2 separate regions of the Anser cygnoides genome follow, and region 2 is linked to region 1. Evidence: chromatin contacts called from public Hi-C data. All regions are on one chromosome and are shown on one strand. Each heading gives the region's core, a stretch centred on a gene start, on an enhancer-like site or on the middle of the called end of the contact. The rest is flanking DNA. Distances are from core to core; before and after follow the strand shown. Region 1 holds the start of ETS2 (ETS proto-oncogene 2, transcription factor). Region 2 holds the start of IGSF5 (immunoglobulin superfamily member 5).

Region 1 (5,305 bases), core at 652-3,151:
GAATGATGGGTTTCACCTCAAATAGTGTATACAAATATTTGTGCTAAATTACACATCTCATTGAGCACCAAAGAATTTTACACAGCATGAGTCTCACTCAGCAAGCATCCTAATATTTTCATTACATTTCCCACTGTTTAAGCTGTTTACCCCTGCATTCAACTGAGCTTTTTAAAAACAAACAAACATATGGCCATTTCTAATACCCTGTTTCAATGCTGAAATCAGCACAGTTATATAGGGATAAGTAGCTATAAGCCTTACCAGTGGGATAGCACTTGTGAAAACACTATGCACATTTTCAGTAATCTTAGATCTGATCCCCAGTGAGCCCTACAAACAGGATTTCTGACAATTCCAGGTGCAGTCCTGGCCTCTGCATTAATTCTGTTGGGAACCTTCCCACTGATTAAAAGGTTTCCATCCTTCCCAGCTTTTTGTTTGTTTTTTTCGGACACACTTACAGCACTAAGACAGAGGGTTGACAAGAAGCCTTCATTACTTGGCGTTGCTCATTAACCCAACTCGTTGCATTTCCATGGCCTTCCCTGTGCGCTACGCACCTTGTGAAAAAGAGACATCGGAGCTTTGGTCTAACAACACAGGCAGATCCTACCACGTTTTGTAATGCTCTAACCAAATCTCTCAGGCTGTTACAGGTTCCTAGAGCCTTTGCTTACCACACATCAGTTTCCTACCCTGCAGCATGACCACCTTCCAGCACGAGACCTGCAACAAGCTATCAGGATCGACAAGGCAGCATAGCTTCTCACGATGAAAGGGTTAAAGCCTTTTTTTTTTTTCCACTGGACTCCAAAAGCTGCTGTTTGAGTCCAGAAAAGACACTAGGGCATGATGTGCCTGGGCCTCACTTCCAGCTCCTCCGCCGCCGCCGCTGACTGCGACTTGCCAGCTATAATTGGTTTAACTGGCAGGACACCTTCAACACCCCCGCAGAGCCGAGCGGGTGAACCAGAACAGGGTCAACAGGATCAGGCACTTATTAACTAATACTCCTGAATTCTGATCAACTTCTCTTCAGCAATAACCGGGTGCTCGCCCACAGCCCGAGCGGGCTGGGAACCCATCCACCAGGCGACCTAAGCCATGCTAGTGCCTGCAGTGAGAGAACCTCCACGGCTTTTTCTTCTTAAAAACAAAGAAAAAAAGAAACAAACAACCCCAAACCAAGCAAACAGAACCCTACAAACAAACAAACAAAAGGAGTAACCGGGCTCCTGTCAGCAGGATCTCGTTTCCCACCTATGCCCAACCCCCTACAGCTGCCGGGGGGAGCCCCCCTTTGGCACCCAAACTCAGACAGGGGAAATTCACCCGACCCGGCGTTTTTGGGGTCCCTTTCGAACACCCTCTGCCCGTTAACCCCTTCCTGCCCGCCTTGCCCCGGCCAAGCCCCCTCCCCCGCCGCGGGCGGCGCCGGCCGCCATCACCCCCCCCGGGTCCGGGCTGGGGGCGATGCCCGGAGCCCCCCCCCCCGGGCTCGGGGTTCCCCCGGGATGCCCCCCGCTCACCTGGCCCCCGAGCGCGGAGCTCGCCTGCTCCTCGGCTAGCCCCCTTCCCGGCAGCAGCAGGGTCCAAAAAAATTAAAATATAAAAAAAAAATAAAATTAAAAAAAAAAAAAAAAAGGAAAAGAAGGCGCGCTGCCTCTCCCCGGGAGCCAAAATATCCTCGATGGGGCAGAGCCGGCCAACAACAACAGCAGCGAAGAAGGAGGAGGCGGCGGCGGCGGCAGCGCCGGCTCGATCCCAGCGGAGAGTCCCGGAGGAGGAGGAAGGGGGCGGGAGGAAGGAGGAGGGAGGCGGGCGGCTGCGTGGGCGCTGCCGGGCCGAGCCGAGCCGAGCCGAGCCGGGCGGAGGCGCCGCTCGGAGCCGTGTGCGCTGCGCTGTGCCGCGCCGCCCGCCCTGCCCGGCGCTCTTCAGCGGGCAGGGGGCGGTGGCGGCCGGGGGACCGCCCCCCGGAACCCGGCCCCTTCGGCAGCGGGGCGGCGGGGAGCGGGGCGGAGGCCGCGGGAGGAGCGGGGTAGCCCGCTGTGCCCTGGTTTTGGGGGTCCGGGGGGTGCCATGGGTGGCTGTGCTGGCTGGGGGACTGTGGGAGGGGACCCCCACAGTTTGGGGAAGGGAAAAAAGGCAGTTTGGGGTCATTCCAGAAACACATTACCCCCCCCCCCCCGCCGCCCCGTCTGATCTATACACCATTTAACTCATCAGGGACATTTTCCATGCTTAATTAACGCCCGGCCTCAAGAATGCTAAGATAGGAGAATCAACACCGACGTGCCCAGTGACCTCCCCTGCCCAAGTGAGACCCTGGGCCCAGGGAGGGCAGCAGCCCCCGTGCATCCACCCTCGCTTCCACCCTTTCCTCCTCTTGGTTTCTGGTGACCCTCAAGGGAGCTGAACTGCCTTTAAAATGCTGTTCTTCAAGCTTGCTGTGACACGCTGCTTCATTTAAGCTAACTCCAATCTCAAATTAACACTTGTGTCGTATGGCTGTAGCTTCTCTTGGAACAGGAGCCCCCAGTAGCTGCCACCCCTCGGTTCCTCACCAGATTTCAAATGACCCTTTGCCACGTGCCGAAGCTGTGGTTATTCGTACCGACAGAAAGCTACAGTGCCTTTGGCTGGTGGTGGTGCAGTTGTCGGGGCCACCTCCTTCGATGCTCTCCAGCTATTTCTGGCCGCAGCAAAGGCCAGACCATGCCACTTGTTGCCTCAGAGTAAGATTTTTCTGGTATTTCTTTCAAACTCTTCAGAATACCTCCTCCTCTCCCTAGGAAAGTGGCTGTTACTTGTTTCCTTACGGCCAAATGTCACCAGGCAAGTTGTGACAGCACACGTTGAGACTGGAAGAAAAGTCTTGATTATGCCAGTGACATTTCTCACTTCGGGAGAGTCCTGATCTAATAAGGCAACATCTGTTAGAATCCTAAGGGAAACCATTAAAAACTGTATGTCAGCTGGATAGCAGTTTTAATTATAACACTGACAAAAACAATTGTGCCACCCTTTATACAGGGGAAACATCTGCCAAAAAGATAAGATGAAAGGCTGGGAGTTATTTATTTCTTGCTAAATTGATGTGCTGGAATCTGGAGCAAAATGATTAAGTTGGCTGTATTTTCCGCTATTTAAAATCTTATTTTAAAAGTGATTCTTATCATATACATATATTTAATTTCATCAACACTTATTGCTGGTATAAAATTCACTGTTGCTCCTTTACAAATGGTACTCGCTCAGTACGCTTGAGTGCATGATATATATCAAAATTGATATATATTTTATAAAATGGACCTGATCAACCCAAATGAACAGTGAGGGTAGCCCTGCTTGTGTCAAGGACACTAAGAGCTACTTTCCGACCTGGATTATTCTATAAGTCTGCGTTCCCTCTGTACTACTCATTGTCAGAGACTAAAAGCTAGAGAGAGAAAGAAAAAATAGTTTTTGTTTTGGTTGAAAATGCTTCTGTATTGTACAAGTGTGTTTTGTTTTATTTTAGGAAGCGTCCATCTGCCTCACAATTGCTTTAGCCCTTATCTGTGTTTTTTTGCACGTGTGTTGGTATACAGAGAGATAAAAGGAGGAGCTGTGTATAACCTGATGAATAATCATGGCGTCAGCACCAAGCTGTAAACGTTGGACATTTTTTGTTGTGGACCCACTAGTGCTTTCTGGTTTTTTAGGGTGAGGGAGAACTAGCTCCAGTACTCAGGGTTGAAGTGGCTAGAAAGACAAAAAGAAAGCACAGAGATAAAGATAATAATAATAATAAATATTTGCATAATCACTGTACTAGGATTCTGTGGTAGTCCAGATAACATTTTTTTCTTTTCAGTCCTTGTTGTTTATAACTTTCTTGTTTTAAAGAGGACCCACGCTGCAAGTAGGTTGTTTATGTTTGTTTGGTTTTGGTCTTTTTTTTTTTTTTCCTTTTTTCCTTCCTCTGCAATAGTATCTCAGAAATATGCCAAAAAGCGACCCTCTTGTAGTGCAGTGAATTAAGGTGAAGGAACTTTTCGCATTTGTTACAGTATTCAAGTACATGACGTTTTGTGCTGAAAGCAATGGATGGTTGTCCGAGGGGATAATTTGGCCCCAGATTTCTGACCTGAGCAGCCGCAATGCTAATTTGCAGGTTCACTGGAGGAGAGGAGGAACAGCTGAGTGCTGGGGCATCCCAGGGATGTATTCTCGCCCGTGCCAAAACAGAGGGGGAATAAGATCCTAAAAATGTAGAGGTTTAAAGCACAAAGAGGGAATGAGAGGCAGCAGGTATGTGGCAGAGCTGCATTGCAGCCAGAGCTCCAGCGAAGGTATGACTTACTTCTCCAGAATTTCTCTTGCGACACTGAGAGGACACTCAGGAGTGAAAACCCTGTTGTGCTTTCAAAGTATGCGCTGAGCACTCATCTGCATGTTGGCTCAGCTCCCCTGCCCATGTGTGTTTGGGGCATGCGTGGCCCTCCTCCTCATCCTTCTCCTCCTCCTTTTTCTCCTCCTCCTCCTCTTCTTGGCGAATGCCTGGGATCACAGGGTGACCAAAACAGGGTTCAGCACCTGGCCACCCTGTCCCTCTGGGTAGGGTAAACAAACACCCTGGTCATGCATTGATGAAAGGAGGCTGCCTGCTCGTGCCCCCCAAAGACAATTAACAATGAAATGCCGGCAGGGAGCATCTGTAAGATCACAGCGTAAAGGGTCTCGGGAAGTGACAGCTTTGGAAAGTAGAGACCTGGTTATCTTGGACTTCAAACAACACGCTGTTATGGTTGAAACAAAGGATGAAACTCGTTGGCCCCATGGTTCAAATACAGCTAAACCAAAATATTTATACAGGGCTGGGGAAAGGGCGGTATCAAGAAGTCTTTATATACGTAATATATTCTTCACTTGGTGAGGAAGAAGCTGTTAAAATAAAACACCACCAACTATCCCCAACGAAAAGCTCTCCCCACAGTACATGGTGAACAAAATATGACCAAGATCATTTCTGCGAAGGCATCTCCGTGAGTCATAAAGTATGGCAAGTTATTCATGTGTGTCATTATTCTTAGCACATGCAAACCAACACTAGTAATTACCACAGAGAGAAAAAAATACTATGTCAAAGTTCTGCCAGCATGTTTGAACAGTAACAAAAATCACTGCATTTCATCTGTGTTGCATAAAGCTGAAGGAAATTAAGTAAGCTGTCAGCCCCACCATGTATAAAAATGCAAGGTTCTTCTGCTTCTAATTTTTTCAACTAGTGAAAATGTTAGAGGCGTGCTTCAGGTAATGT
Region 2 (4,973 bases), core at 2,270-4,769, 310 kb before region 1:
AAAGATGTCTATTCTTTTCCCCCACTATACATCTTCAGTTAAGTGATGCTTTGAACTGAATATTTTCTCCTCCTTTATTACTTACTCACTTGGCATTGTGACATTTTCTGACAAATCCCCATAGTCTCTTTTTGCACTTGGCTGTCCCAAGTAATTCCGCACCACCTGCAAAGTCTGCCACCTCACAGTTCATACTCCTCTTCCTGGGGTTGTTTAAGAGTTTGTTGAATATCACACATCCCAGTGCAACTCCACTGGGAACACCACTCTGCTCAGAGAACTCACCGTATACTGCTGCATAGTGTTTCCTTTCACCAGTTATACCTTCCCTCTCATCCCACTGCAGCTCTCTCCTTTCAGAGCCTCTTAAAACCCCAGCCAGACTACAGGAAACAAATCAGCCTTGTCTCCATTACCCAACTAGTCACTTTATATTCACATTTTCTTTAAAGCTCTGCCACCAGGATACCTTTTATCTGAATTCAGTATGAGATTCAGGCAAATGAAATGTAAATTGGAGGCCAAATAGGAAAATTATAATTTACATGTCTTTCTAGAAGCAAAATCAGCTGCTGATATTGAGTTCTTTGCAGACACCCCCTCAAGAGCAGTCCTGAACGGACAAGAGAAGGATGAGCTAAGGAGAAGGAGAAATGAGTGGGGACATCCCAGCTCATTGGAAGTGAGAAGGCAGCCTCCCCACCCCACCCACTGCTCAGTCCTGTATACTGAAACCCAATTCATACATACTATAATCTAAGCCATTAAAACATTCAGACTTCAAATGCAAACTTATCCACTTGAAACACTTTGAATAATCCCCCTCTGGGACTTACTGTTTAATCTGATATTGCCAGTAACTGCCATTTACATAGCTTTAAAATTAGTTCACACATTTAGTCCACGGTGGCTCACTTCAAGGGTTATGAACGTGTCCTACCTGTTAGCGAGGCAGATACGATGAAAAGAAGTAAAGTGAATTTCTGGAACCTCCCCATTGGAGCATTCTCTCCTGGTCCCTAAGGCAGAAAGCCACCAGTGGTCATTGCATGCTTGAGAAGAAGCTCAAGGACAGAACTTGTCAAGGAATTTGGAAATCAGCTGCTGTTTTGTGTCCTCTGACAAAACGTGACTTTATGTGACCTGTATTACAAACAAGGGGAGAAAAACAGTAGTAGAACAGTTGGTCTGAGAAAAACAGTATCTTTTCTCAGAAAAACTGTTGGAAAAGAAGTAGATGAGCTTTCAACACACAGACCTTTCTTCAGCATAGAAAGACCTTGGGCCCAGTCCATCCTGGCTATTACAATGCTACTGCTTCAGGATTGACTGTGTCAGGGTAGCCCCATCTGCATCATTAAAGTTAATCAGGAGCAGCCGGGGAAAATAATTCTCTTAGTTGCCTGCAATTGCGTGTGTGTGGTGGGTGCCCTGCCTGTGCCGGCGGCGGTGTCCTGGCAGGCTAATGAACCCTGTGCTCCATCACTTACTGTCACGCAGAGCAACTGCACAGGGCCACAGCCTCCCCTGGGGCTGCAGAGGAGCAGACCTGTGGATGGAGGGGCTGTTTCCCACCTGGGAAACAGGCGCGAAGGAATGCCTTCTGTGCCAGGCAGCCTCTGGGGTGGGAAGTAGAAATACATCCCGATGCATCCCTACACCCCCAAAAATATTGTATTGCTTTTCTGTATGTTTTACTCCAAAACTAGGATTCAAAAACTATGCTCTTACTCCCCAAAACAAAACACCATCAGCTTTCCACAGTGGACAGAGATAAGATACAGAGCTTGGGTGGGAGCCATCACCTTAATTCTGCATTTTCTGTTTTTCCAGCTTTTCTGATTCACTTCTGTGATACTACTCTCCTCCCCCTCAAAATATGTGGGAGGCAGTTTGACTGAGCTGCTTGGTTTACAAACTTCTCAGCTGGGAAATTCAAGCTTTCCTTCGTGAAAGGGATGCAGGCCGGAGGCTGCGGTTTTGTGGTCAGCTCAAACGTCTTGTCAGGAAAGCGGTTTTGATTTCAGAAGTGTTCATTGTGGCAGTGCATAAATATTAGTGTCACCACAGAGACTGTGAGTTTGCTGTCAAAAGTGTACATTTAATCGCCTTCTTGCTTAAACCAAAACTGCGCCAAGGGACAAACCACAAGAGCTCAGTTCACTAATCTGTGCTTTGGACACAGGGGTCTGGCTGAGCTGAGCGAGGCAGCTGTGACGTGACCGGCTGGCAGTTTGCTTTGTTTTTCCCCGTTTTGCCAGCTTTCAGTTTGCCCCACAAATCTAAAAGGGCAGCCCTGTGAATTAATCAACGTTCTAAACCGAGCCTGTGTGCTGATTTCTTCATCTGTAGGTTGGGAAGGGGGTTAGTTTGCAGGTTGCTTTGGGTTTTCCTGAGGTATTTTGAAAGCCTGTGTGTTTCCTTGGCTACACGCTCACCTGCAGGGTTGTGTGCCGAGGAGCCCGGTGCAGGCAGCTGAGGGGAGGGTCAGGGTGTGAGACCTGCAGGGGCTTTTCCCTTCTCTCTCACTGCCCTAGCCTTCCGCACGTACACACGCTAGCTGGTGGCATTTCAGTGTTAGTATTATCTGTGGTGTTAACTGAAACAGCCCAAGCAAAACACCAGGAAGCAAGTCCAAAAGACGGTGTCGTGTCCTTTTCTAGGAAGTCACCAACCCAGGGAGGATCTGCATGTCCAGAGAGCACCCCGGGAGCCAGCATATCCCTAAAGCCAGCAGCCGTGGCTCGTAATCCCACTTATAAACTCAGTTGCACCCATATAAACTCAGCAGAGCAAATTGTTATGGAGGAAAACAAATGTGCTAGGACCTTCCGTACAATTCAGGCCAAGATCAGTAAATAACTTGGGGTGACATAAAATGACCAGGGAAAAGAAGGGAAACCTAGCTTTCAGTTTTACCTTGTACATTTCGAAATGGACTTTCAAAGAAAAACGATCTCATCCCCACAGAGGGAAAATATTCTGAAGCAGAGTATTTTGCCTCATGGTAAATTAAATGCCTGGGGCTAGCCCCAGCCACTTTTTTTTATCTCCGGTCGTGATCTTTTCCTGGTCCACAGGTGCACTGGTGATCGGTATCGCTGGCCTTGCCCTGACCTGAGCCTATCCCGCACCCACACCAGAGGAAGGGGACAGTATCTGCCTAAACACTTGGCAGCCGACGTCCCACCGCCAGCCCAACTGAGGAAGGAGCCGGGGACAGGGTTAAGCTGTGTTTCCCAGCCACTCCCTCTGCCAAGACAGCGCAGTGCCTCTGGATCACCTCCCCTGAATGCCAAAAAGAGTTTTTCCGCCCACTTTCCTTTACAGACCGCCAGCATTCAAAGCCACGCTCCCAGCCCTGGGCAAGCCCTCACCTTTTCTCCTGGAGGAATCCTTCCCCAGGCCCCGGCCTAGCCGCCGCCACCTCTGGCCAGGAGTGCCGACCTCTCCCCGCTCTGCCGCTGGGCTTGGGCTTCGGTGTGACATTGTCCTTTCGGTAGATAAGGAAAGGGTTGTGTCTTCCCCCCACCAGCCTCCTCCCACCCGCCCCAATATGCATATTGTGGTGTTAATATTTAACCGGCCCTGCAGGAGGAAGGGCGTCATGCTGATGGCAGGCTGGCAGCAGAAAGCTGCGGACCGTCCCGACCTGAAAAGCTGGATTGGCGACGACACCTGATGTCTCGGGAGAGGGCTGCTGGGCTGCCTGCACAGGGCGCAGTGACGGACTCGGTGACATTTACTTATCACATTCTGTAGGCAGGAGAGTGTGCACCGGTGCTGTGTGCCCGGGATGGAGCTAGTGCCACCATCATAGTGCTGCATGCAACGTGGCAGGGAGCAGAAGCATGGGGTCCCGTCTGAGAGGTGGGGCTGGGGACAGAGCTGGAGACAAGACCCACGACATGGCACCAAGGGGACTGGGCCAGGGCCAGGGCCAGCCTGCAGCATTGCTGGGGCAGGGAATGATGGCCCCAAGGGCTGAGATGGGGTCCTTGGCAGTGGGGGGCTGCTGAGGGAGTGCCCTCAGGGACCTGGCGAAATGGGCCCTTCCTGTGAAGTACAAGTTTATAAGCAGGTGGTGAGAAAACTAGACTGTTTTCCCATCTTCTAGTGGAGAAAACAGTCCCCAAGTGATTTGGGTTTTCGTTTTTTATCTTCCTTGCCTCCCAGTTTTTATTTTGTGGATTTTTTTACACTATGTCAAGAAAATGTTCATTCATGTATTTTTATTTGATTCTAAAATATTTTGATTTACTTTGCAGGGTTAAACCAAACCTTTTTTCTGCTACATCCATAGTCATTTCTGTTCATCAAAGCTGCAGTGCTGCCTTGTGAGAGACGCTCTTGCAACTGCTGCAGTCTTCTTCCTCTGAGAGCTGAACTGCATCCTTCATGTTACACCAACATTGGCCAGTAAGTTGAATGAATGTGACACATCAGGAGATACTGGTACTTCCCTCTGCCGGGAAGCTTAAATCGTAAAGAAGGGACATATGATTTTCCTGAACTGTATTTCCTACTAAGCACAGTAACAGTTCTAGCAAGTAGAAATTAATGCCATGCTGACTCAAAAAGAAAAGATTCACTTCAGCAAAGGGAAACAAAACATTCTGTTTGGGGAATTTTGATCAATTTCCAAAATTAAATTTCAGAAAATTCACCTTATTAGAAAAACTATCACCCTGACTTGTTAACAAACAAAGAGCAAACCTACTGGGACTTTCTGAGCAATTATACTTTTTTTCATTTTGCATCTTTGCTTTTCCAAACATGTCTCTTTTATCAAGTCTAAAATATTGCACTCTTGTTCAACCAAAAGCCCTAATTTCATAACAGTTTTCTTGAGATACTTTCTATGAATACTTTGATTTCCATCCAAACAGAACTATAGTAAGAAAAAGGGAAACATCTAATAAACAGTTTCCATCTCTAGTTGCTCAAGTGGGAAAAGTGCAGAAGGTTAAAAT

What was found. A called contact is a pair of places that touch in the nucleus more often than the background predicts.
Region 2: a contact with region 1 is called in a Hi-C map of liver, with 7 times the contacts expected there. The contact joins the promoter of IGSF5 here to the promoter of ETS2 in region 1. A contact is called at or near these places in 2 of 7 Hi-C or Micro-C datasets (both in liver).

Annotation. Positions count from the first base shown.
Region 1 is chr1:115,922,104-115,927,408 of Taihu_goose_T2T_genome, reverse strand. ETS2 (ETS proto-oncogene 2, transcription factor) reads right to left here and starts at 1,901. Exons shown (of 10, transcript XM_048071484.2): 1 at 1,533-1,901.
Region 2 is chr1:116,232,023-116,236,995 of Taihu_goose_T2T_genome, reverse strand. IGSF5 (immunoglobulin superfamily member 5) reads right to left here and starts at 3,519. Exons shown (of 8, transcript XM_066979010.1): 1 at 3,378-3,519; 2 at 941-1,143. The coding sequence starts at 998.